2 separate regions of the Mus musculus genome follow, and region 1 is linked to region 2. Evidence: chromatin contacts called from public promoter capture Hi-C data. All regions are on one chromosome and are shown on one strand. Each heading gives the region's core, a stretch centred on a gene start, on an enhancer-like site or on the middle of the called end of the contact. The rest is flanking DNA. Distances are from core to core; before and after follow the strand shown.

The links. Promoter capture Hi-C pulls out the DNA fragments that hold promoters and counts their contacts.
Region 1: a contact with region 2 is called in a promoter capture Hi-C map of pre-B cells, with 13 times the contacts expected there. The contact joins the promoter of 4930547E08Rik here to the promoter of Abtb2 in region 2. A contact is called at or near these places in 17 of 39 promoter capture datasets (the 3T3-L1 cell line, 3T3-L1-derived adipocytes, the C10 cell line and 12 more), 1 of 15 datasets of contacts at CTCF or cohesin (large pre-B cells), 7 of 484 Hi-C or Micro-C datasets (B cells, bone marrow-derived macrophages, embryonic stem cells and 3 more), 11 of 115 datasets of contacts at active chromatin or transcription factors (the SCID.adh cell line, bone marrow-derived macrophages, embryonic forebrain and 5 more) and 2 of 9 other capture datasets (adipose tissue and liver).

The regions. Positions count from the first base shown.
Region 1 is chr2:103,809,243-103,811,942 of GRCm38.p6, reverse strand. It overlaps 4930547E08Rik (RIKEN cDNA 4930547E08 gene), which reads left to right and starts at 1,321. Exons shown (of 4, transcript NR_040514.1): 1 at 1,321-1,470.
Region 2 is chr2:103,564,807-103,567,700 of GRCm38.p6, reverse strand. It overlaps Abtb2 (ankyrin repeat and BTB (POZ) domain containing 2), which reads right to left and starts at 1,391. Exons shown (of 17, transcript NM_178890.3): 1 at 92-1,391. The coding sequence starts at 974.

The DNA.
Region 1 (2,700 bases), core at 72-2,571, 240 kb before region 2:
TGTAGAGGTGGCTCTGCAGTTAAGAGAGTTTGCTGCTCTTCCAGAGGATCTAGGTTTGATTCCCAAAATCCATATACTAGTTCCCACCACCTACTGTAATTCCAGGTCCAGAGGATCTTCCTCTGGATGCTACAGGCACCAGGCAAGCACACAGAACACAGGCAGTTACACACATAAAAAAACAAAAACACGAAAACCAAAAAGTAAATATTCCCTGTTGGAGAATGGCTCATTAGTCATTAAGGAAGACCTGATGGCTTTTTTTTTTTTTTTTTTTTTTTTTTTTTTTTTTGTGGCGCCACCTAGGCCCTCACCTGAGTCAAGACGGAGCTGCGTATCTCCTTCCCTGCCACTGGCTGTCAGAGACCCAATGAAGTGGATGGTGAACACAGATTTCATACTTTCTGAGAAGTGCATGGTCACAGAAGTAGCTGCCGGTACTCTGGTGAAGAGTGGAAGGGTTGTGTAGTTGGAATCTGTGGTAGGGACAACAAAAAACTTTCCCATGAAGCAAGGCATCTTGGTCCACATCATAGTGTACCTGCTGTTGAGTAAGAGGAGTTCTTGTTAGAGACTAACCAGAACTGGAGAGAGGAAGTGCAAATCTATTCAGGAATGTGTTACAGATGCCAACCTCAGTGTTCTTAATTGGTTTATTGGGGATAAAAGGAGAAATATATTCTCTGAGTGACAGGTGTTACTGTGCCTCAGCAGTTAGGGCCCAGAAGAGCTAGTAGAATCCAAAAACATTTCATTCCCTCTAAAAGGGATGATGTCCTTACCTGGGTGTGGTGGTGCTTGCCTTTAATTCCAGCACCCAGGAGGCAGAGATAGACGAGATGATCTCTGCGTTCAAAACCCGCCTGGTCCATCCTGGTCTACAGAGTTCTAAGACATCCAGGATCACAGAAAAACCATGCCTTGAAGGAAAAAAAAAATGATGTCTGCCAATATGTCCTCAGAAAGCCCTTAAAAAGAAAAGAAGCCCAGAACCAAAGCACCCAAGACTCATCATCTTGTCAATCCACATACTCTGTAACACAAACACCAACTTGTTGTGTAGGGGGCGGGGCCGATGCTAAGGGCCTGGTCTCCAATTGGTTCATTTTTGTTGTTGTTTGTTTGTTTGCTTGTTTGTTTCGAGACAGGGTTTCTCTGTATAGCTCTGGCTGTCCTGGAACTCACTTTGTAAACCAGGCTGGCCTCAGAAATCCTCCTGCCTCTGCCTCCCAAGTTCCAATTGGTTCTTGATCTGTCAGTAAGGAAATCCATGGGCCAATTGCTGGGCGGAAAAGAGAGGTGGGATTTCCGGTCCCAGAAGACAGACCAGTCATAAGGGAGGAGAACAAAGTTCAACAAGCTTTGGAAAGAAGAGAATCGGGCAACCACGTGAGATCTCAAAGTGGAGTGGCTACACAGACCACTCCTACAGGCTGTTGGTCTGGGGAGTTTAGTAATTGTGCCAAGAAGGCAAGTTGAAAAGGAAGTACTGTGTGTGTGTTTTATCTGCGGATTCAAGGGAAGCTGGTACTGGGCTGGTTGTGCGGTCACTTCCCGGAGCTAAAGGCAGGTAGAGCTTAAAAATGACCTACACTCCTATACTTCATCTACAAATTGGGATCCCTAGTATTCTCTCTGGGATTCAATTAATTTGCCAAAAATGGTTCACTGAAAATCAGGTAAACATTTTGAACTCTGATAGAGGATATAGTGAAGGATTCACGTAAACACCCAGACAAAAAGATTATCAAATTAATTCAAAGGATCACACGCTGCCAGAGGAGAGGGACTCAGAGAATCACAAAGGTCTTAGGGTTCTGTGAAAATACAAATATCAAAGACCCAGTATCAGACCTGGGCAGTGGTGGTGCATGCCTTTGATCCCAGCACTTAGCACTTAGGAGTCAAAGGCAGGTAGATCTCTGTGATTTTGAGGCCAGCTTTGTCTATAAAATGAGTTCTGGGACAACCAAAGTTACACAGAGAAACTCTGTCTCAAAAAGCCAAAGTCAGCCAACCAACAAACCAACCAAACAAGCAAAGGACCCAATAGCACTCTGGCCCTGCGGTGGTGGCCCATGCCTTTAATCCCAGCACTTGAGAGGCAGAGGCAGGCGGATTTCTCAGTTCGAGGCCAGCCTGGTCTACAAATGTGAGTTCCAGGACAGCCAGGGCTATACAGTGAAACCCTGTCTCAAAAACAAACAAAAACAAACCAAACAAACAAACAAAAAAAAGAATCTCTCTGGACCCTCGGCAGTTCAACAGGGAGCAGGAAGAAGAGCTAATATGTGTTTACAACCTCACACTCACATAACCCTTTCCTCCTGAGAGCTGGTTGTTAAACTTGCCCTATGGTTGCCTTGGTATATTTCTAGACTTATAGTCTGGGAAAGATAAAACCCTCAAGTTTTGGAAGTTAATAAAATCCTGTCATGTTAGATGTTGATAGCACAAAATGCCCATGGTCAGAGACTAAAAACCAAACAACAACAACAACAACAAAACAAACAAACAAACTCCCCATCCATCCCCAAAACATGGGCTTGTTTCTGCGTGCTGCAAAGGAAAAGGAAAGTGAAGGTTCTAGATCTGTGCGAGGCTGCATATCAACCTCCTTGAATGCAGGTTTCAAAAACTGGGGAGCCTCAAGAGATGGCTCGTCGTTAGTTAAAAGTACTTTGTACTTTTTACTCTTTG
Region 2 (2,894 bases), core at 142-2,641:
CACAGCTTGCTCCTAAGAAAATCCACTCCTGGGGTGGCCCACCCAGCCTGTAGGTCAAGGTTCCCTTCACCCACACCCCCCTCGTGCTTACCATTGGCGTTCTTGCCACAGATGAGATGCTCATAGGGTTGCAGGACTCCCCAGAGCTCGGCGTCGTTGTTGATGACCATCTCCAAGGCCTCAGCGGATACCTCTCCACCTCCTGCCCCTCCGCCATCTGGGCTCTGGCTCGCCAGCACCCTGGCCCGGATCTCCTCCACCAGGTTCTCCATGCAAGCCGTTAGCGAGATGGCCGCGTACTCATGGATGCGCACGGAGATGCGAGTGTCCACCATCCAACGGAAGAAGCGGCCCACGGAGAAAGTGAGGCCGCAGCGCGCCGACTTGCCGCGGCGCAGCCCATCCCCAGCGCTCATGCTGTAGAGGGACAACGCCTTGACCGCTGCCAGTGCGCAGCTCTCGGCCAGCGCCCAGCTGTGCACCAGGCGCACCGCACTCTGCACCTCGAAGCGGGTGCACTTAGCGTGCAGCACGCTAAGGCGCTGCGCCTCCCGGGCCACGCGGATGAGCGCCCGGCGGAGGAGTCCGGCCAAGCGTCTCACAGCCTCGGCGGAGAACGAGGGCAGCCTCCGGCCGCCGACGCTTTTGCGGAGCACCCGGGCCACGTCTCCCTCGGTCCAAGGGAACTCCTCCAGCTCCGGGAGCCGCGGGCAGCGGGAGAAGAGGTCGGCCACTTCGGGATCCTCGGGCAGCACTGTGTTCACCGTGTCCCAGCTGTTGTGGCGGCTGTTCATGGAGCCGGAGTAGCACCACCAGGCCGCCCCGCGGTGCTGCTGCGCCGAAGAGTTGAGCGCCTGCGAGTTGGACTTGGAAGACGAAAGGCTGAGCGAGCGGCAGGAGTCGCCGGCCCCATACCCGGAGTCCAAGGTCAAGTCCTCCAGAGTCTTCAATGTGGAGCTGTATGTCCCGGCCATGGGGGAGCCTCCGCGCGCGGCCTCGCCGAGCGAGGGGCTCTCACTGTTCCATGCCCACTTGCCCCGGGGGAAGGGGGCGGAAACCAGCTCTAGGCTCTCGGAGGCGCCCTCCGTGCTCGCCGCGCCGCGCCTCGGGGCCGCAGCATCGCCCGCGCACAGGCCGCGGGAAGGTAGGCGAAGCTCTCAGCCGGCCGGAGCCCGACGCCGTCCGCGTTCAGTCGCGCCGCTGTCAGCGAACGGACTTCCCAGCCCTCCTCCTCTGAACTCGCGCCGCCAGCTCTCAGCTTCCCTTACAGAGCGTCCGGAGAGTCCATCACCACAGAAAGAATCCCGAGAAAACGGGGCGGCCACCGAAGAGCGAGGCGCCCGAGGTCCGTCTGGGACCAGCCGCTGAGAAAGCGCTCCACAAACTTCTACGGGGCGCGGGTTACAGACACAGATAGGTCCTCTGGAGCGGCCCGCATGCAAATACACCCGGGCGGTTCACCAATCATCAGCCACGCCGGGCAAGGGCTATGCCAATGGTTTCCGAGAGGGGCGGGAAATATGCAAATCACCGAGAATGGGGTGTAGCGGGTGGGTATGGCTGAGGGGGTTGGGTGGGGAGAACAAGCGAGCGAGCTGGCAAGGAGGTGGGGCGCAGAGACCCAGAAAGCCGGGGGAACCCGAAAACAGGCCCCAGCGCTGAGGATTAAAAGATAAACGAAAAGGAAAAGCCCCTATGTGCTGTCCCTTTCCCGCCTTCTATGCTTTAGACTTAGGCAGGCAGCTCCTTGTAAAGCTGTGAGCACCCAGCCCAGGGCAGTAGGAAAAGAAAACTGGGAGGAGACCCGACTCACCTTTCTTGTCGACTTTCTACCAAGCCCCTCCTCCTTCTCTTTTGAGAAATGAAAAGCTATTTATGTTTGGAGGGCAGGGGAGCACCTCTGCTTCTCTTCTCAGATCTATCTAGTTTTGTTTATATTGACTTTAGGCTCCAATCGAAACAGACTATCTTAAACTGGGACCTGAAAATAGCCCGGCACTCAGAGGCCTGTGATCACACCCCTGTATCCACTGTTACAGTCCACTGTTTTCCAAGGATTATCTAGGAGGTGGGAGTCCAAACCTAAAGAATGAACGGCTTTCCTCCTACCGGTGTACTATCAGGCGGATCCTTTTTGTCCAAGGTGGGAGGGAGTGCCTGCAAGGAACCAGATGAAAAACGAGGACCTGCGCTGAACACCTCGTGCATGCAGGTGTTCCCTTTTAAGGACTTGCTGGCATGATGTGCGGGTCCGCAGGTCTTCTTCCCCCTCGGGACTCGGTGCCTCCTGGGTACAGTGAATTGCTGTCCTTCCAGTAGCGCCCAGGTGCACCCCAAGCGGCTCGCTAGAGAGCTACTGATTGCATAGATCCACGCCCAGCTCTCGGAGGACCAGCTGCTCCTCCATAACTATTCACACGCACGTGCACAAGCGTGCACCAGCCCCCCTCCAGCAGGACTGCAAAATCAAAGCGCGGATTGTGCACAACGTTCGTCCCAAGTCCTCTTCGCCAGCTCCTGAATAGCTCCTTTGTGCTGTACTTTACAGTTCTGACCTTGGGCCGTGAGTTGGATACGAACTAGAAAAGTCTGGTTTGTCTCTTTCCTTAAATTAATGATCCCTTTCCCCATAAAGCGATTTTTTATTTGGCAGTTTTACTTAATTTTTTCCTTTCCTGGGGTACATGAGACGTTGCCTCCTGATGCCATAGAATTGGAAACAGAGTCAAGGACGGAAGTACTGTGCAAGGCATAAGTCATCAAATTAACAGAGTCACATTTTATAGAGGCGAAATTAGAAGTTAAATTAGAGGTTCAACTTGTCAGAAAACACGAAAAACCGTTTGATGGATTTAATACCCATTATGAGAAATATAATAAAGGAAATATCGTCC